Linked DNA regions of Sus scrofa: region 2 is linked to region 1. The links are chromatin contacts, called in public Hi-C maps. All regions are on one chromosome and are shown on one strand. Each heading gives the region's core, a stretch centred on a gene start, on an enhancer-like site or on the middle of the called end of the contact. The rest is flanking DNA. Distances are from core to core; before and after follow the strand shown.

Evidence for each region. Hi-C and Micro-C count contacts between places; a contact is called where the count stands out from the background.
Region 2: a contact with region 1 is called in a Hi-C map of mesenteric adipose tissue, with 2.3 times the contacts expected there. The contact joins two enhancer-like sites. A contact is called at or near these places in 2 of 5 promoter capture datasets (fetal liver and fetal skeletal muscle), 29 of 47 Hi-C or Micro-C datasets (adipose tissue, alveolar macrophages, blood and 15 more) and 2 of 2 datasets of contacts at active chromatin or transcription factors (alveolar macrophages and skeletal muscle).

Annotation. Positions count from the first base shown.
Region 1 is chr12:51,597,116-51,602,424 of Sscrofa11.1, forward strand. It overlaps NUP88 (nuclear pore complex protein Nup88), which reads left to right. Exons shown (of 17, transcript XM_021067743.1): 10 at 1,181-1,282; 11 at 2,619-2,777; 12 at 3,045-3,170; 13 at 3,274-3,339; 14 at 3,452-3,532; 15 at 3,783-3,909; 16 at 4,072-4,190; 17 at 4,619-5,309. The coding sequence ends at 4,682. It overlaps RABEP1 (rab GTPase-binding effector protein 1), which reads right to left. Exons shown (of 20, transcript XM_021067732.1): 20 at 5,113-5,309. Among named protein-coding and RNA genes, the nearest start is that of NUP88, 37 kb to the left of the region's middle. Within about 2 kb of position 2,901, at least 9 of the 83 cell types and tissues checked have an H3K27ac peak or open chromatin away from gene starts, as enhancers often do. A contact at or near this core is called in mesenteric adipose tissue and omental adipose tissue, where this site is marked.
Region 2 is chr12:51,747,465-51,752,773 of Sscrofa11.1, forward strand. The region is part of intron 2 of RABEP1 (rab GTPase-binding effector protein 1); the gene reads right to left. Among named protein-coding and RNA genes, the nearest start is that of SCIMP, 23 kb to the right of the region's middle. Within about 2 kb of position 2,762, at least 44 of the 83 cell types and tissues checked have an H3K27ac peak or open chromatin away from gene starts, as enhancers often do. A contact at or near this core is called in mesenteric adipose tissue and omental adipose tissue, where this site is marked.

The sequences.
Region 1 (5,309 bases), core at 1,651-4,150:
GTTAAGGATCCTGCGTTGCTATGGCTGTGGGGTAAGCCGGCAGCTTACAGGTCTGATTCAGCCCCTAGCCTGAGAGCCTCCATATGCCATGGGTGCGGCCCTAAAAAGCCAAAAAAAAAAAAAAAAAAACCACCCTCCCCTCTGTAAATAAAAGTGAATGAGAGACGTGGAGGGACCGTGCTGCAGGCTACTGTTGACAGACTGCTGGTTCTAAAGGGAAGGGAGAAGGACTAGGTCGGGGAGAGCTTGAAATGTCTGGTAGGGAGGCTTTGGGATGGAAGAGATGCGGGCTTGTTTATAAGCCCAGGGAAACTAGACAGTGGCGGGATCTCTTGGAGGAGGTGAGAGAGGGCATCGTCCTGGGGCAGAAAGGAGCTTGCGGGGAGGCGCGGGTGGGTGGGCTGGCCGGCCGGAAAGAGTTCTTGTCTGGGGCCCTCGGTTTTCAGTCTCTTCAGTGACCTGAGAACCAAGACGAGGAGGAGCAAGCTGTGCAGTAAGTCCTGTGACGTAGGGGTTGGCTCTGTTGAATTTCCTTTTTCTCATTTATTTTTCATCTTTGGCTTTGTTAAAATTTTTTTTTTAATGATTTATTTATTTATTTTGTCTTTTTGCCGATTCTTGGGCTGCTCCCTCGGCATATGGAGTTTCCCAGGCTAGGGGTTGAATTGGAGCTATAGCTGCCAGCCTACGCCAGAGCCACAGCAACGCTGGATCTGAGCGGCGTCTGCAACCTACACCACAGCTCACGGCAATGCCAGAACCTTGACCCACTGAGCAAGGGCAGGGATCGAACCTGCAACCTCATGGTTCCTAGTTGGATTTGTTAACCACTGCGCCACGACGGGAACTCCTCTGTTAAATTTTGAATGTGAGAAAGACACTAACGTCCCCTCGCCAGTTTCTGAGCCCTCAGTCTGGGTCGGGTGCTTGGCTCAGTGTACAGTGGCTTCATCATGTCCCTGTAACTGCTGAGGTGACAGCGAGCACCGTGAAGCTGTGGGTCCTTGGTGACACAAGTCACGTGACAGCTTTTTTCAGGTTTCCAAGTCAATGCCGTGAGGTGGCTGCACTCATCTTGTTTCCGAGGCAACAGTGAGCCTAGGCCTGAGGCCACAGCTTTGCTGTTGGAGCCACTGCTTTCACTACTTCCTGGTTTAACTGTGCCTGTGTGTTCTTCCAGGGAGCCAGCTCCGATTCGAGGATTCTGGATTGTTCCCGACATTCTGGGGCCGACGATGATCTGCATCACCAGTAACTACGAGTGCCTCACAAGGCCCCTGCTGTATGTCCCCCTTGTAACACTTGTTGACTCTGCCCAGTTTGGGCCGGGAAGATGCCCTCCGCAACTGACCTAAAGATACATGGTTCACACTGGCTTCTGATTGGAGGGTTGGAAGGGTGGTTATTTCTGTTGCTCCTGCCACCTCTGGAAGGGTTTATTTTAGGCCGAATTTCCAGCATCTCCTCTGGGAAGCCGAGAGTCAAGGCCTTTACTTCCAAGTGCAGAAAGAATACTAAAATTGAATACTGAACTCCGTTATCAATGAGTTAGAGTTAATTATTTCAAAATTTAACTATGTGCCAGGCTCAGAAGTAAGCCTGCATTGCCTCCTGTAATCAGAGCAACCCTTGTAAGGACAGCACTTGTCACCCTCATTTTGTAGAAGAGGCAACAGGCGAGAGGGAGGTGCCGAGGCCCCAGGTAACACGTGGACCTGGGCTGCAAATACAGGGCTTCCGACGTGAGAGTCCGTACTCTGACTCTCCGCTTCTCCATCTCTGCCAGCCTCTTGGGGCTGTCATAGACTGTGTTAACTCTGGAAGAAGGTGGAATAAACCGAACCCATAGGCCTTGTTCCTCTTGAGGAACCGTATTAAGCTATAAGACCATTTTTCAGCAGTCCTGGAAGGTCATCCTCTGGGTTTTATAAATGAAGAAATAGGAGTCTAACAAACCCCTGGAGTACTTACTGGAACACTCCCGCCGCTGTGTCTCGGTGTCAGCTGAAAGCATGTGCTTCTAGATATTAACATTGTTCCAAATTCTGGCATTAATTCACCCTCCTTAAAATTTCCAAACTCTTTGAAAAGTGACAAGTTATACAATTTGGAAAGGAAAATAATTATCAATTCTGTGCTATTTATGCTACAAGAAACTCAAAACCAGCAAGACTAAATGAAAGTATTAAAATCACTACAAAAAACTGCCTTTTGCCTCAACATGGTTTTTTAAAACTTCTCCTAACTCTTATAAAATAAGACCTAGTCATCCTAGGATACTTGAGGATAAAAACATAAATCCCAAAGGGGGGGAAAAACGTTTAAATATTCGTTATCTAGAAGTCATGTTTCTGCCAACTCCCTGAAATACAATTTGTCTATAAAGTAATGTTGCTGTTTTAACAAACTCCCAGATTTGAATTATTGCCCAGTCACCGACTTAGCATTCTGTTGAAGTTTGCAGTCTTTGATTCAAGCTTTCTGAAATTGCCAGTGAGTTTATTTGTAACACTTTGTAGTTTCTTATAGTCTCAGAATTCTGGATAAATGTAACTTATGCTCTTCTCTAATGCTGACAGCAAGTAACTCCATGGTAATAAACTTTATTTATTTTGCAGAAGCACAGTCCATTCAGCGTCTCCTCCCCTGCTTTGTACCCGAGATGATGTGGAGGTTGCAGAGTCTCCCCTCCGCATTCTGGCTGAAACCCCGGATTCTTTTGAAAAACATATTAGAAGCATTTTGCAACGTAGTGTTGCAAATCCAGCATTTCTGAAGTACGGGATTTGGGGCATTTAGGTGTTTAAAACTGGCTCCCTTCTGTTTTCATATACTGTTCATCCTCTCTGTCCTCAGCTTTTTCATTTCGTATACTTTTTACTGTGTTGAAGTTGGGAGAAAGGGCGTATGTAATTAGGAAGGGAGACTAGAGGTGTGGAGGCGCTGGAGAAGGATAATCAGGACAGGTTAAAAAGTGGCAATGTCTGAGTTTTCAGTTGTTTGACTCAGCTAAGGAAATGATGGTAGGATTTTTTTTTTAAAAGATCGTCTGAGAAAGATACGGCTCCTCCTCCTGAAGAATGTCTTCAGCTCATCAGCAGAGCCACCCAGGTGTTCAGGGAACAGTACATTCTTAAGCAGGACCTGGCGAAGGAGGAGATTCAGCGGAGGTAGGACGGCCTTTGTTCACTCACCGGTCAGGCTCTGGCTGGTGACTGACGCTGTATCACGGCCAAGACCGGCTTCTGATTAAATTGCCTTTTGTTCTTCAAGGGTCAAACTGTTATGTGACCAAAAAAGGAAACAACTCGAAGATCTCAGTTATTGTCGAGAGGAGAGGTACGTGCCAGAGCTCGGGGTGGGGAACAGCTGAGTCAGACTGGAACCGTATCTTGCTCTGAGATACAGAACCAGCTTAGTTGGCGTCACCATCCATTTTTTATGCCACTAGGAAAAGTCTACGGGAAATGGCTGAGCGCTTAGCTGACAAATACGAGGAAGCCAAAGAGAAACAAGAAGATATCATGAACAGGTCAGTGGGCTTGCCACGCTGAGTTCCCGAGCAGGCACCACGAGTGGTAAGTGCTCGGGTCCTGAGAGCGTGCGGTCCTCCCTCTGAAGTATCCTTGCGGGGGGTGGCGCGGTGGTGCTTCCCCCACACCCGTCCTATGGGGGCCTCCTTCAGAGACACCACGGTCCCGAATGAGGAGCTTTGGTCAGCATCATGTTCCTGCTAAGGAGCCACGATCTGAAGCCGAGATGTTTGCTCACCTTTTCTAAAGGATGAAGAAAGTACTTCACAGTTTTCACTCTCAGCTCCCAGTTCTCTCTGACAGTGAGAGAGACATGAAGAAAGAATTACAGCTGATACCTGATCAACTTCGGCATTTGGGCAATGCCATCCGACAGGTAGGGATGGACCCAAGGTGGCTACCTTTGGCACTTTTTAAATTGAAGTGTTCCTTTTACAGAAAACAATTTTATAAAATGTAAAAAGAATAGGCTCAAGTAGATACTATGAACATGTATGGCAAACCCTAGCTAAAGTATCTGTTCTCTTTAATACTTAAGGTTACCATGAAAAAAGACTATCAACAACGAAAGATGGAAAAGGTACTAAGTCCTCAAAAGCCCACCATCACTCTCAGTGCCTACCAGCGGAAGTGCATCCAGTCCATCCTAAAGGAGGAGTAAGTAGCACTACCGGCCAGCTGTCACTGCCGGGTACTTTTTCCCTTGCGACCTGCCAGAATCAGCCTTTCTTTTTGCCCAGTTCAGATCACTTGATATGTGCATGTCAAGTAAGTACGGGGACGGGAAGCATAAGATGGATAAGGACTTAGGAGAGGATGGTGGAAGGGTCAGAAAGGATGTCTGTCTTGTAGTAGAATTTGGGTGTGTGGTCCAGGCGTTCCCCAGTGAATGGGCTCCAAACTGCTTCTAGCAGCTGCACGACCGTACTTGCTGCTGCTGGCCTTCCGTGAATTACGTCCCTACCCGTCGGAAACCTTAAGCCAGTCATTTTAGCAGAGCACTTCTAAGCTATCTCAACATAAGAATCAATATTAATGGCTTATTCAGTGCTTTCCCCAAAGCGAGTAACGTTATGATTTTACAGGGGTGAGCACATAAGAGAAATGGTGAAGCAAATCAACGACATCCGAAATCATGTAAACTTCTGATGCCACCAGGAACAGGTTCATCCCTGCAGTTAACACAAGTGAAGGCTTAAACTCAGTGTAAGATGAAAAGCAGCATTATCTAATTTATAAAGACACATTTTGGATGAGCTTTGGTGTGGGTGTTCATCACTTTTTATACTCATTTTATAATTATTGAATAAATGCTTTTATTTAAAAATTGGAATGTGATTTATGCATGGTCAGGTCTAGGACTGTATTCAGCAAGGGCCTAGTAGTAGGAGGGGAAGAAGGCCTGAGACTTTCAGCTGCACACTGCCAGCCCTCCGTGAACCCTCCTGAGTTTTCTCCACATTGGAGCAAGAATAAAAACTGCACTCATTTTTAAGTAGCAGCACCAGAAATTTTACTAATATGACTCTGTCCTAGGGACAAAGCCACAGGATTCAAAGGAAAAGGCCACACAGTACACTAGAGGCAGCAGCTTTTTTAATTTGAACACTTTCTTAAGGACACGCCTTCAGTACAGTTAACAAATGGTTATACCTGAAATCTGCTCAGAGCAGCACTCAGGATCCACAGTTGCAAGGCCACTGCTGGCTCACTTCCTCGACAGGCAGTATTACCTTTCAGAGCTGAGTCTGAAACCTTAAGCCAGCGCTGTGTCCC
Region 2 (5,309 bases), core at 1,512-4,011, 150 kb after region 1:
CCTGCTGAGCCGCCAGGGACCTCCCAGTGTTTGGGTCTGAACAACCAATGATACAGTTCCTCTTACTTGAGGGCCACAGTGAGGGATGTGGGTATTTTCTCAATGCAGTGAGAAGCCACTGGAGGGTTGTAGGCAGGAGAATCAAGGATCCCTGGAGGGACTGGATGCTTCCTGTGGGCTCATCAGAGCTTTCTCCGCTTCTGAAATAAGACAGAGCAGTTGCCATGGACCTGGCTTCCCTCTCCAGGGATCTCCAAGCTGATCTGCCCGAATGTATCTTTGAATCAAACCTAAAAAGTTTGAAATACATCACACGTGGCCAACATACCACGCAGCCTGGCACTGGCCTCCTGGTGTGTAGATTTCCGACCCCACAAGTCGGGCAGGATGTACCAGGTGTCCTGATAGAATCGGGGAGGCCCACCTGCAGCTGCTGGGGGGTGAGGGGGCGGGGGCACAGTGGCAACTGCAATCCTTGCTTTTAGCCTGTTGCGATGTGTTCCAGTTTAAGAGGGCCCAGAGAAACATCTTTTCTGAGTCTACTATCCAGTTTACTCTTAACCAGCCCTCCATGACTGGACACGTGCCTTGCAAAGATACACAGATTGAAGAAAAATTATTAAAGCCACTTCAAGCCCCAAACAAGGAAGTAGTAAAGCCGGAGCCTCTCCTGGTGGAAGTCCTTCTACAGCCAGGTTATGATAAGAAGACATTGACGCACTAATTAGATCTGACAAATCAGCAAGAGAACAAGAGAGAGAAATGATCAAAAAGAATGTTTGAACTACATGCTTTTTTTGTTTGTTTTTTGGTCTTTTTAGGGCCGCTCCCGTGGCACATGGAGGTTCCCAGGCTAGGGGTCGAATCGGAGCTGTAGCCGCCAGCCTACACCACAGCCACAGCAACGCGGGATCGGAGCCACATCTGCGATCTACATCACAGCCCACAGCAACGCCGGATCCTTAACCCACTGAGCAAGGCCAGGGATCGAACCTGCAACCTCAGGGTTCCTAGTCGGCTTGGTTTCTACTGCGCCACGACGGGAACTCCTGAAATACATGCTTCTACCCATGATCATTCATGTTGCCTTTGACCCTGAGTCTGTTCTGAGAAAATAATGGTAAGTGAGTAATTACGAGCCATAGTAATAATAGGAATAACTGGTAGCGTGTGCTCAAAAGCGTGTTGTTGTCAATAGTAGAATCACCTAAGTCTGGAGATCATTTGCTGAGAGCAAATCTCCCAGTGGATCCTACTCCGCCAGCACACCATCGAACCCAGGGCAGGTGCTCAAAAACTATGTGTGCAAAAATATCTGATGGTGGAGCATCAAACTCCCCCCCACCCCCACCCTCGCCTGCGACACTGAACCTGGGCTGCAGTAGTGAAGGCGCCAAGTTCCCACCGGGGAACTCCCTCAGGCTGTCTCCTCTTCCTCTCGCGCCAAGTGCCCAGCTCAGGCCTGGCCTCTGACCCCCTGGGATGCCTGCCTCCCCTCCTTGCTGATTTCCCCACATCCCACCCTGCTTACCTCCATCCCCCTCTGCCGCTGAGTGATCTTCCAACAGGCCTAAGACCGTCAGTGGCCCCCCGCTGCGAGCTGGATACAACCCCCGTTTCTCAGCCAGATGTACAAGGCCTTCAAGAACAGTGTCCAGCCTTGCCTCACCTCGTCCCCATCCTCTAGCCCATCTCACCAAGTGCCCAGGAGCCAAACTACTTCGAGTTCCTTGAAAGTATCTTCAAGGCCATTGGTCTCACCTGCCGGTCTGTCTAGATTTATTCCTTCTAACCCTTTCAACTTGAGTCTAGACAGGATCTCTTCCAGCAAACCTTCCCTGACTCATCACCTCCCTGGTCTGAGCTGAAGACCAGCTCCTTAGGGCCCCTATCAGAGCGTCAGCAACTTCTGGCTCTGTGTTTTGCTCTCCACTCCTTGAAAGTAGGAAGTGGGTCTATAGCCAGGGCTTCCATGTAGAGGCTGCAGGGATGACTGGAAGAAAGAATGAAACTCTTGGTTTGGGCAGGGCGTTCAGGCACAGGTTTCTCATTAGGATGTCAAGCAAAGGCTCCCTGCAGATTCCTTCTGGGGAGGGCGAAACTTGCAGGAATCCATCCCTAAGGGATGTGAGTCACTCTGCAAGGCTCTTAATCTTGCCTGTCGCTTTGGGTTTGGCCCTCCTCTTTTCGCTGGACCATGCTGTCTTCTACACACACTCATGCGCTCTCTCTCCCTGTCATCAGATTGCAAACTTGGGCTCCAAGCGCCCTCTGTGCAGCTAGGGTCTGGATCTGCACGCGTGGGGAAGGCGCATGTCCTGGTCTTTTGCCCTGAACACACACAGGAAGTCAGCCAGCCAGGCAGCCAGCCACAGTTATATTTAGATGTCTGTCACCTGATGGGGTCCTCCATTAATCAGGGCACAGTGGCAGCTGTGGTATTTCGGGAGTAAACTGAGGTGGGACCAGGGGTAGTGAGGAACGGGGCAGGAAGCCTGGGCATTGACTCCAGGCTCATTTAGGCAAGACCAAGGGCAGGGGTGAAAACGCACAGCTTACAGGAAAGCTGGAGAGATGGAGGTCAGACTCAAGGAGATCTGGGACTTGAGGGGAATCAGTGCCTGGCTTGGGGCTGGGGGAGGTGGTGCCTGGGAGATTAGAAGGAAGAATGGCTCAGCTCTTCTGGCCCCTTCCCTGCCCCGGAGGCTGGTCGGGGGCAGGATCTTGGGCCCCTTCCTGCCGGGTGAGCTGTGGCTGAGTGAGTAGCTCTCTGACAGGCAGTAACGCCCAGCCGCAGTCAGCAGTGAAAGCTGCGGTCAGCTGATCCCATCCACAAGGGAGAAATGAGAAAGAAGCACACATGCAGGATTTTTTTTTTTTTTTTAGGGCTGCACCTGTGGCATATGGACGTTCCCAGGCTAGGGGTCAAATCAGAGCTACAACTGCCAGCCTACACCACAGCCACAGCCACACAAGATCTGAGCCATGTCTGCGACCTACACTTCAGCTCTTCACAATGCCAGATTCTTAACCCACTGAGCCGAGGCCAGGGATCGAACCCGCATCCTCATGGATACTACTCAGATTCGTTACCGCTGAGTCATAGCGGGAACTCCCATGAAGGATTTTTTTTTTTTTTTCCAATCCCCAAAGGCCTTTCTTGCCTCAGATTTGGTTTATTAAATGACTGCCCTGGGAGCCAGGGATGGGCCCTAAATCACCATTGAGCCGGTTGCTTTTCCTTCCTTTCATCTCTAGAATCCATCCCCACCCCCCTGGAGGGCGTGTTGCAAGGATCTCTTGCTCTGGCCTTGCCCCTCCAGGCTATTCCAGACGCTGCCCAAAACAGTTGGCTTCCCACAGCCAAATAAATACAAGGAAAACATAGCAGAGGGATCCATTGTCACTGAAAATATGTAGTTTTCTAGATAGTCAAGTACGTTTAGATCTGGTGGACACACCGTTCTCTGGGAAGTCCCCTTTGGTGACACTGACTGCACAATGTCGTCATTGCCTGGAAATAAAAATGGTTGACACTGGAGTTCCCTGGTGGCTCAGTGGGTTAAGGATCTGGTGTTTTCTGCCATGGTTCGGGTTGCTGCTGTGGCATGGGTTCGATCCCTGGCCTGGGAACTTCCACATTCCCTGGGCACAGCTAAAACATGTACTAGTGTTGCCACAAGCACCCAGTGCTGCCCCTCACATCAGGGTCACCCATGCCCCTCAGTCTGGCTTTCAAAGTCATAGGGAGCTCCCTGGTGGTCTAGTGGTTAGGACTCGGCACTTTCACACCACAGCCCGGGTTCAATCTCTGGTCTGGGAACTGAGATCCCACATCAAGCAGCTGCTTGCAGTGGCAAGAAAAAGAACAAAATAAAAAAATAAATAAAAAGCCCCAAAGTCCTCCATGTCTGACATCTAGGCTTCCCACCAGACTTTTTTTTACCAACAGCTTTCCTGAGGTATTAGTGACATAAAATAAAAGAAACTGTACATATTTAGTGTGTCCCACGCGGTAAGTGCTGACACGTACTCAAATACACACATACCCCGGAAACCAACGCCACCAAGTTGTGCCCCTGTTTATCACCCCCCAAATTTCCCCATGGCCTCTCGTCATCCCTTCTTCCCAGTTCTCCCCTTCCCACTCCCTCAAAACTTCCAGTACTCGCTCTGGCGCTGTGGAGCAGTTTGCAAAGGCTGGGGCCGGGGCGGAGGGGACGTGTCTCGTGCAGAAACAGACTCACAGAGGACACGCTCCTTTCCGTCGGGCTCCTTCCACTGGGCACAACTAGCTGAGCGCGAGTCAACAGTGCACTTCTCTTTGGTGCTGTGTTTAACATTTTCCATTGTATGAACGTACTGCAATTTGTTTCTTCATTTACCTGTGGACAAACATACATTTAGATGGCCCCCAGTTTGGGGTGCTTTGGGTTTTTGGTCTTTTTTTTTTTTTTTTTTTTTTTGCTTTTTATGGCTGCGCCTGTGGCATACAGAAGTTCCTCGGCTAGGGGTTGCTCCACCAGAGCTGCAGCTATTGGCCTACACCACAGCCACAGCAACAGTGGTTGCAGTCAGCATCTGTGACCTACACCACAGCCACAGCAACACCAGATCCTTTAACCCACTGAGCGAGGCTGGGGATCGAACCGGAGTCCTCATGGATAAAGTCGGGTTCATTACTGCAGAGCCACAGCGGGAACTCCAGGGGTTGCTCCATTTTACACTCCCACCGGCAGTGTACAGAAGTTCCAGTTCGGCCACACGCCCGAGGAGTCTTTTTCATTGCTGCCGTTCTAACAGGTGTGTAGATATCTCACCGAGATTTTAAATTGCACTTCCCTAACCACTAATGGTGCAGATGTTTTCGATGGCTTAGTTGCCATGTGCATATCTTCTTTGGAGAAGTGTCTGTGCAAATATTTTTCCCATTTTTCAGTCGGATAGTTTTCTCACCATTAAGTTTTAAGAGTCCTTTATACATTCTGCATTCAAGCTTTTGTCAGATAAATGATCCTCAAATATTGCCTTCCAGTCTCTGGCTTGTCTTTTCATTCTCTTAACAGGGTCCTTGGAAGAGAAGTTCCTAATTTTGATCAAGTCCAAGTCATTGGTTTTTCTTTCCTTTTATGGACAGTGTTTTTGACGTAGTGGTCAAGGAATCTTTGCTAAACCTCAGGTCAGGGAGATTTTTCTCCCATGTTCTCTTCTAGAACTTGTTTAATTTTAAGTTTTGCATTTAGTTCTGTGATTTGTTTGGCGCGTTGTGGTTTTAGGTTGTTTTGTTTGCCTATGGATGTTCCATGGTT